Regions from separate parts of the Mus musculus genome. Here region 2 is linked to region 1. A link is a contact called in public Hi-C data. All regions are on one chromosome and are shown on one strand. The core of a region is the stretch at or near the end of the contact, and the rest is flanking DNA. Distances in the headings are between cores, read along the strand shown. Region 1 has its middle 160 kb from the start of Gm12511. Region 2 has its middle 6.6 kb from the start of Gm34482.

Region 1 (4,533 bases), core at 691-3,190:
CCAGAAGCAAAAGAGCCTTTGCTTGATTCTCATTGACCTAAACCCGTCTAATGGCTAACTGATACTCAGGGAGTAGACAGTATGTGCCACTTCTTAAGGGAAGAAACTGCAAATGTCTCTGTAGTATTGGAGACAATTAATGGGCAGGAAATCCAGTCACCTTAGGGTATGTGGCAGGTGACAAAGCAGGTGAAGCTGGAGAGACTGAAGTATATCCTGGGACTTCAGTGCAAAACAGAAGGGCCTCAATTTCACTTTGTAAGTGATGGGGCCAGGAAGGGCAGAGGCATGAGCGCTAGACCGGCTTTGTACATTGGAAGCATGTCTTTGAGACTGTGAGGGGGCTGAGTCAGAAACTCCAGGCAAATTGCTAAGTGGGGCCAACCATAGTCCAGGGACAAGTTGCTGGAGTCTCCACTGCAGGTGTGCCTCTGAGCTCCTTGAAGATGGGACTGCAGCAGCCAGCTTGGTTTTATCCATGTGTCTGGCTGGCACAGTGGTTGGTCTGAAATTGGGGTCCACTGAATGCTTCCAGGAGTGTTGAATGTAGATTAGAGATTAGACTGGTGATCAGTGCGGGGTGGGTCCATCAGGACTCTCCTGATGGGCAGCAGGTGATGGGAGAAGAACATGATGGCGATGTGTGCTCAGAGACTGGCTTGTCCCCACCTGTGGAGGTGAAGGCTGGGCACAGAGATGGAAGTCAGGGGTGAAACAGTAAGAGTTAGGATATACACCTCTCTGACAATTTTCTATCATCTCCTTCCCGACATAGGTTTGTTCTTTGGAATAACCTTGGCTAACTTGCCTTACCCTCAAGTTTCTAAATTCTGCAAAATGGAGGAGGCAACTCCAGGCACCAAATAGTGCCAACAGTATATTTATGGCAAAAGAAGAAGAAAGAAAAGAAAACCCACTTAGAAGGCATCCGTTGTTGAAATCCTTTGATGCCCACAAACAAATGAGCCACATAAAGGGAAGAATAGAAGCCTTCCCATTGAGAACTCAGCTCAATTCTGTGACTGTCTCGAATCTGCAAAGCATGCTGGTGTCTGTAGTGAGGTCATCTCTTTAATGTCTTGGTAATGTAAGCATCATCGAGGCTTATTATGACTGTTTCCAAGATAATGGATGTCCTGGTGGACATGCTGTGATTGGCAGGGAAAATATCACCAGAGTCTAGGCGAGAACCCAGAAATCTGAACTCCGTCCTCAGGGTGATGGTCGTGTTCCCAGAGCAATAACTAACAGAGCCTTCTCAGGTTTACCCAAGCACAGCTCTAACGAGATTCTCAGAGTTTCTTCTCTTTTCTCAGTAAAGGTCATCTTTGCATAAAAGACCTGGAAGCAAATATTCCAATGAAAGAAAAAACTCCCCCGTAAAAAGGAGTTCGTGCACAATCAAAACGGTTTAGAACCAAGACAGGACTGCTAGTTTTCAGTGCCGTACTTTTCTGGCATGTGCTATAATTAATACAGATGTTGAACATTATACATAATCTGCATATTAGTGACCCACTGCACAATTTATATGGTAATGTCATTAATTGCACATTACCTAGGTTGCTGAATGAACATTACATAGGTTTTTTTAATGGATGTAGTTATTATAATTGAAGTCAATTATATTGCTTCTTGTGCATATCAAGTCAGTAGTGTGTGGCTGGACCTTACAGGGTCCCTGCCAAAAGAAACAGGTGTTTGTTGTGAGGACAACTTATGGGTTGGAGCAAGGGTAAGGGAAAGGGTGAACCATGGCCAGAAATGACTGGCCTGGCTGAGCCCTCTGTAAGGGCTGGGATAGTGCTACAGAGGGCAAGGCGAATGGGCATTGTCTGCTCTGAGGCAGGATCTACTTGCCCTTTTGCTGTGGGCTTAGGAGAGGGTGCAGGCTGAGCTGAAAGCCAGCACCACCCACGCTGTAACAGAACACTTTTCTCCAGGCTGACCCAAAGCTAGATGGTGGTTGCATCACTTCCTCTGGTGTTGTGGAAGCCACATGACTCTGGCATCTGGTTTGCCAGGGATGAAAGGGAGCCCTGCCTGCCCACGATGCTGGCACACAAGACCCTGGGTCCTGTGTGTCTTCTTTTAATATTCCGTTTCCCTAGCAAATGGGGTAAAGTTGCTGTAGTAGCTACTGCTGTTGCTGATGCTGAAGTTGCCTAGTGCTCAAACTCTCTGGAAGGACAACCCAAAGAACAACCCGAAGGCTGGAGAATGAAGAGGAGTTAAGGCTGTGACTCTTCTTGGTAGTCAGCTCTCTGTCACTGTGACATAAATACCCAAAGTAGTCAACTTATAAAAGGGAAACGTTTGTTTTTGTTCCTGGTTTCAATCCCTGGTCTTGTTGGTCCAGAATTTGATAGTGTTGGAATAGCAGTACATCACTGTGGTCATAAATGGGCAGGTCTCAAATCTCTCCTTCAATGACCTCCTTTCCTTCCACAAGTTTCTATGTCCTCAGCATCCTATGATCTCCCAGTTGCAGCACAGAATGCGGACCAAGTATCAGATACATAGGTCTCTGGGGACATTCATTCCAAACTACAGCATCTTTTTGTTAGATAAGGACATCTGAATGCCATGCTCGCCTGCTGTGAGTGTTGCTACCTTCTTTAAACTTCATGAAAGAGCAGGCAGGGGTTTTTTGTTTTGTTTTGAATTGACAGAGACTCTAAAGAGATTGTTTTTTAAACCCAGTGATGTACCCTCAGACATGCACACATACATGAATGCACACACATGCACACAGCACTGGTATACATGACAGACAGGTCCTCTTAGCTAATGTGATGCTAAGATTCCAGAGAGCTTGGAAATTTACTCAGTAATACCCAAATAATACCCATACATATGCATGAATGTTCTCTGTGTTTGGTCTCTGTCTCTGTCTCTATCTGCCTCTGCCTCTGCCTCTGCCTCTGCCTCTGCCTCTGCCTCTGCCTCTGTCTCTGTCTCTGTCTCTGTCTCTGTCTCTGTCTCTGTCTCTGTCTCTGTCTCTGTCTCTGTCTCTGTCTCTTCTCACAGTGTTAGTGGAAGGTAAGATGAGATTTTGAACTCCATTTGATTGAGGCTGATTATCACATTCAGGTCATCTAGGCCACTGTGTCGCAGTTTTATGGCTTTATTTTGGAAGGTCACTCTGGAAGCTCAGGCTGAAATAAATGACAAAGGGCAAAGTTCACACACACACACACACACACACACACACACACACACACACACACCAGATTCAAGTGACTAGGAAAGAAGGAAAAAGAATGCTCTTTTACAAATTTTCCTTTTTTTCAATTTTTTATTGGATATTTTCTTCATCTACATTTCAAATGCTATCCCAAAAGTCCCCTATAACCCCCCCGCCCGCCCTGCTCCCCTACCCACCCACTCCCACTTCTTGGTCCTGGCATTCCCCTGTACTGGGGCATATAAAGTTTGCAAGACTAAGGGGCCCCTCTTCCCAATGATGGCCGAAAAGGGGGAGCCTGATTTTCCTGGGAACCTGTGATGTATGGACTAGCACGTCTTCTCTGCTTCTCTGTCCATTCACTCACCCACCACTCCTCTGCTAATGCCTGGCTGGCCAGGAATACACTTTCTATTTAGAAAGCAAAGGCAGCCAGCTTTGGGCCTGGGCCTGGAGACTGACTCACTGTTGTTGGGATGACACATTGCCTGCACACATTTCACAATTCTCTGAAACACCAGACTTATTTCTGTGAGTATGCAGAGGCCCACTTCACCATCCACCTAAGGCCACACACAAAGGCTGTGCTATTTTTCTTCCCTGGGGCCTAAATGGATGGCAGGACTTCCTATGCCTGAAACATCACCCTCGTTTGGAAGGAGAGAAACACCGGCCAAGAATTGCAACGTTTTTTAACCAGAGTCTGGCTAGCTTTCAATAGCTGCACGCCAAAGCTATACCAGACAGAGAAATGGCTATGAATGGGGTAGGGGTTGGACTGAGGCTTAAAAACAAGGCAGAAAAAAATACAGATAACAGAGAAGAAAAGAGAGGAGAGGAGAGGAGAGGAGAGGAGAGGAGAGGAGAGGAGAGGAGAGGAGAGGAGACAGAATGAGATAGTACATAGGAAGTAAAAGAGGAAATTTAAATAGAGAAAGGTTGCACAGAAATGATTGAAGAATTGGAGCAGAGGGCGAGAGTTCCAGGCTGTGATCATTTCTTCATGTGCCTTTCCCTCCATTTTTGGGTGAGCACTCTTAATCCCCATTACTAAGAAGCAAGAACAGGGGACCAGGAAGTTACAATCTAATGTCTCAGGTGGAAGGGAAGACATTTTTGTTTATTAAACAAACAAACAAACAAATATACATACATACAAGCAAACAACAACCTCATATTGTCGACCAGGCAGACCCAGCACTCACTAAGTAGCCCAGGCTGGTATGGTACTACTTATGGTAGTCTTCCTGCTTGACCTATTGATTTCTGGGATAACAAGTATGCGAAGCCAGCTCGCTCTACATCAGTGTGAGGGGCTTGGACAGTCTTCCACAGTCTTTCTGGAA
Region 2 (4,533 bases), core at 1,225-3,724, 230 kb after region 1:
CAGACTTCTGCTTTAGCCGAGGAGCCAATGCTAAGTACAGCTTTTATCATCAAACTGGCATTTTTGCATAGTTAATCATAGATGTCTGCTGACTCCGAGATGAAGAAGACATCCCCACTTCTATCCCAAAGATGAAAGAGTATCAACATGGTGAAATTTATGTTTTCCCCATGACCAGTCTATAGAGTGGAGTCTCAAATACAGTAAGATATTCACTTTGCAAGGCATCCTGGGCCTATCTGATTTGTAAGGGAAAAGACATTTTGTGGTCACAAAAATGGGATAGTCATAATGACCTCAAGAGTAAACACCATATTGTGGCCCATGGGATGCCTAAATCACCTAGAAGTGGGCATAACGACCAACATCACGTGTGTGTTCTTCATGAGGATTCTCTGAAGTACAATGCTTCTTGTAAATAAGCCGATAAAACTGGAAAGAGAAAATTCTCCTCACCCCACAAGCAAGTGTGCATAACACACACACACACACACACACACACACACACACACACACACACACACAGAGAGAGAGAGAGAGAGAGAGAGAGAGAGAGAGAGAGGGAAAGAGAGAGAAAATGTTTCTAAACTGGCAATGCAAGGGTGATCTCATTATCTCTCTTTAATTTACAGATATAAAAAGAAATACATTCAAGACTGCCAGGTTGCCAGGTGTCAGAGGCTCCTGGTAGAGGTGATGTGAGAGTCAGGAGCCAAAGAAACCTACATCAGAGCTCCTGTTCCCCATTCTCCAGGCTCTGTGACCTCATGTGTGTTTCCTGTTTCTTGGAATCTGAAGTCTCTGTTGTGAAGAATAATGATGCTCATTATAACCTGAGTGGTTCATCCTAGGCATCTCTCACTTGTCAGCTCCCTCCCTCCCTCTGGAGACAGTGTTGAGCAAGGACATAGTGGTGGTCCCACTGAGAGATAAGAGTGCTTTCAAACACTTTGCACAGAGAATTCCAGCCTATTGAGTATATATGTGTGGCTTACTGCTTAGGGGCTGAACAAAAAACCCCAGTCTTTTCCCAAGATGAGCAGTTCAATTTGAGCAAAAGGATAGTCTAATGACAGGACTGAGGAGCACAGGGTTGAGGACCAAAGAGTATTATTTTGCACAACTTCAGAAGACTTTAATAGCAAACACATTGAAGAATCCAATGGGCTTTAGAGTCGGAGTGAGCTGCCTGGGCATCTTTGCCTTGTCCCACTAACTATATGATAGGTTGCAATTTACCCAATCTTTTTGAGGCTAAATTTCCTTATTTGTGAAGCAGAGGTATTGTTAGGTATATTTATCTGAAACTGATCTTATAAACAATAGAGGAAATTTCATATGTGGAAAGTACTCATTAAAAACCAAAGCAATAGCCACATGTTAGTGATTATTGATTATTTTCATTATTATTGAGTAATCGCTAACAACAACATGGGCTGCCATGTGGTGCCCGTGGGGCTGCTGTTCTGGGCTGAGGGATTGCAGCAGCAACATTAGCACATCTCAGGCTCCAAAGTGACATCCGATCACTGGAAGGCTTTGTAAATAAGTCCCTGACCTAATTAAGAGCAGATCCACGGATATGGACTTTCTTTTACATAATAGTAGCAGAGACCACGACACAGAAAAAGCCTGGGGAGGCACTTCCTCAAGTTCCCATGAACATTGCTGGTACATGCATCTTAGGCAGTATGGCTCCAACTTAATTTCTCTCTCAGGTGACTTAACCTCTCTGCCTTTTAGGGAATGAGAAAATGTTTAAGGAGCGAGCACAGCTATCCATTATTCTCAGAACATGTCCTCTTTATTAGTCACCAACTGCAACCCTTTAAGAAGGGTTGGATCTTATGGCTGGCCCAAGATGAATTTCAGTCTTACCTGAGTAACCATCACAGAAGTTGGAGTTGGGGGGAACCTCCCTGATCTCTATTTCAATTGGATCTCAATGGTTGTGAAAATTTCAGTCACTCTTCCAAGAGGACACTGCATATTATGCATCTAAATCCTTGGGGAGCAGCTCAGATGCCCAAGAGTTGGTAGGGTGACTTGTCAATAATTCTACTGTGTTACAATGCTACTCTAGAATTTTAAAGGGCTTAGTCATAGCAAGGTGAGTCCATAGTTTCATTGTATGTTCTTACAAATCTTTACCACTTGCTTTACCGCTGCTTAAATAAACTGTTTCTCTTCTTCCTTCCTGAAGACTCACTATTCACTCTATAATTTCAGTTCAGGATTTCCTGTGTGAAGCCATCTCTGGTTCCCACCCTCTCTCAACTCTACTGACCCATCTGGCTTCAGATCTCAAGATCTGCCCTGTGTAGTGAGTTCTCAAGAAGTTATTCTTGTTTTCTCTAGTTCTGGAGCTGACCTGGTTTCTTCCCCAGCCTCTGACAAATAAATTCAGTGCAATGCAGGAGGCTACAAATCAGCTATGCAGTTGTGAAACCTTTGATTTGAGGCAAGACTTTAGATTGCTCAAATGAGAGTTATGTAACTCTCATTGGCATGGTGCAATGGCAGGAGGACCTCACTGGGAGCAGATTTAGTGGCTTATTTTAATGTGACAGTATCAAAGCTGGCATACCTCCGAGCCCCACCAAGGTCTGTGCTTTATAGCAGGAGTCCCCTAGCTATTCTTAGGACAGGAGAAACAAATCCAAGAGCTGGAAGATTCTAGGAATCTTTCCCTAATTCTCTACAACACTAGATGGCCCATCTGAAAAAGCCCAGTAGAGGCTCCATGGAAGCCATTTCTCCATCTGTAGATCATAATTGGGTCAAAGAAGGTTGTGTCATTGTTGATAATGAGGCTGAAGTGTCAGCAGTAGGCATTTGGGAGAAAGATACTATCACAGGCCAAAATTATAATTATTCAATGGGATTGTTATTTCTTTTTTTCTTTTTTTGCTTTGCTTTTTAATGGTAGAAGAATTGTTTAGAATGTTTAGAAGTCATTCCTACTATGATTTACCCCCTTTAACTTTTCTACTTGATAATCTCATAGTGATGTCTACAGAGAAAAGGGGCTCAATCAATAAAAGCTAAAACTCACATGGCAGTCAGCAACTCAGCTGGAGTAGTGGAAAGTATCTTTCTCTCCCTAAGAATCAGTCTAGATGGCAGACCCTGTATCTCAATGTGTCTCAGTGCCTTCTTTCTGCAGGAGCTTTCTTGACCCTCTTACCAAAGCTAACCTTTCTACCCCACATATCGTTGTTCTGAAGGCCCTTGTCAGAGCTGTCCATACACCTTATGACTTCATAAATTAAGGGCTTATGGGTACATATTGAATCCATAGAACACATTTGGGAGTATATGCTTGAGTCAATTTCTTTTTCTGCAGTTGATGAGCTGTGTGATATTAGACAAGTTACTCAGCCTTTCTGGATGGATTTCACCACCATCTGGGTAATACAACCCACTGTGAAATGTGTCACAGTGATAGAGTAAGATAATACACATGAAAAGTGTTGTAGTACAGACTTGTGGTTTTGGGTTGAACAGTCTCTCCAAGTCATTAGCTGCTCTTTCAAATGATGGATTTCTTTTTAAAGAACTCCTTTGTTTTGTTTTTGTTTTTTAGGAAAACATTTATAAATTTGTTCTTTGTTGACTACTGTCATTCTCACTCTCTCATTTCTGAATTCCCCTCCAAGCCCCTTCCTCAAAGCAATTTCCTTTCCCCAATTCTTGTCATTCTTGTTATTATTGTTTTGTGTTGAGACTGAATTTAACCAGGACCAATAGATTTGGAAATACACATTGGAGCTTGGTAGGTTTATTAGTAGATACTTAAATGAAGATGGTGTCTTACTCCCCCCCCCCCACCAGAATCTATCAGTAGCCAATAGCACATCAGGGATAGTTGGGGCTCTGTGAACCCCTCCCTAGTCTGTAACTGAAAGTCAACAGGCTCAATCTTATGCAGGTCCATGGCAGGTTGCTGCTGTGTATTCATGATTGCATTGGTTTTCCCAACCCTTCTCCCCAAATTCCACTTTCTGGATCATCTCCTGTGATATTTCCTGAGCCTTCAGGAGGGTGACATAATGCCTGGTTTAGGGTGATCGCTCAGCCATCACTGCTTGTCAGCATCGTGAACAATCATGCACTTCTGTATTCATTGCAAAGAGAAGCATCTTTGACTAGGCTAAGAGTAGAATCTATCTAAGGGTATAAACACAAATGTTTGGAGGTAGTTTGTGATATAGAAGAAGCAAATTCTTGTAAGGTCTTAGGAGTGTGAAATGAGCAAAAGGAAGTAAAGAGCCTAGACCAGACCTTGACCCAACCCAATGCACAATGACCATTGATTGACTTCTCTCTGCATTTGGTTACCTTTCCCTGTCTTCTTCCAGGGTACCATACACATGAACTGGCAGAGAGATACTAAATATTTTCCAACTGAACTGGTGGGCTATCGTGGCTTATCACACAAAGGTAGGATGTTCCAGTGTTTTATAGTTTGAAAGTTGTTCTCAATTTTTTAAATTTAATTTTCATGCTGAAAAAGAGGAATATAGCTGAAGT

The links. Hi-C and Micro-C count contacts between places; a contact is called where the count stands out from the background.
Region 2: a contact with region 1 is called in a Hi-C map of 3T3-L1-derived adipocytes, with 2.7 times the contacts expected there. The contact joins two enhancer-like sites. A contact is called at or near these places in 1 of 39 promoter capture datasets (the 3T3-L1 cell line) and 1 of 484 Hi-C or Micro-C datasets (3T3-L1-derived adipocytes).

What each region holds. Positions count from the first base shown.
Region 1 is chr4:55,728,526-55,733,058 of GRCm38.p6, forward strand. No RefSeq gene overlaps it. Among named protein-coding and RNA genes, the nearest start is that of Gm12511, 160 kb to the left of the region's middle. Within about 2 kb of position 1,941, at least 57 of the 459 cell types and tissues checked have an H3K27ac peak or open chromatin away from gene starts, as enhancers often do. A contact at or near this core is called in 3T3-L1-derived adipocytes, where this site is marked.
Region 2 is chr4:55,957,772-55,962,304 of GRCm38.p6, forward strand. No RefSeq gene overlaps it. Among named protein-coding and RNA genes, the nearest start is that of Gm34482, 6.6 kb to the left of the region's middle. Within about 2 kb of position 2,475, at least 26 of the 459 cell types and tissues checked have an H3K27ac peak or open chromatin away from gene starts, as enhancers often do. A contact at or near this core is called in 3T3-L1-derived adipocytes, where this site is marked.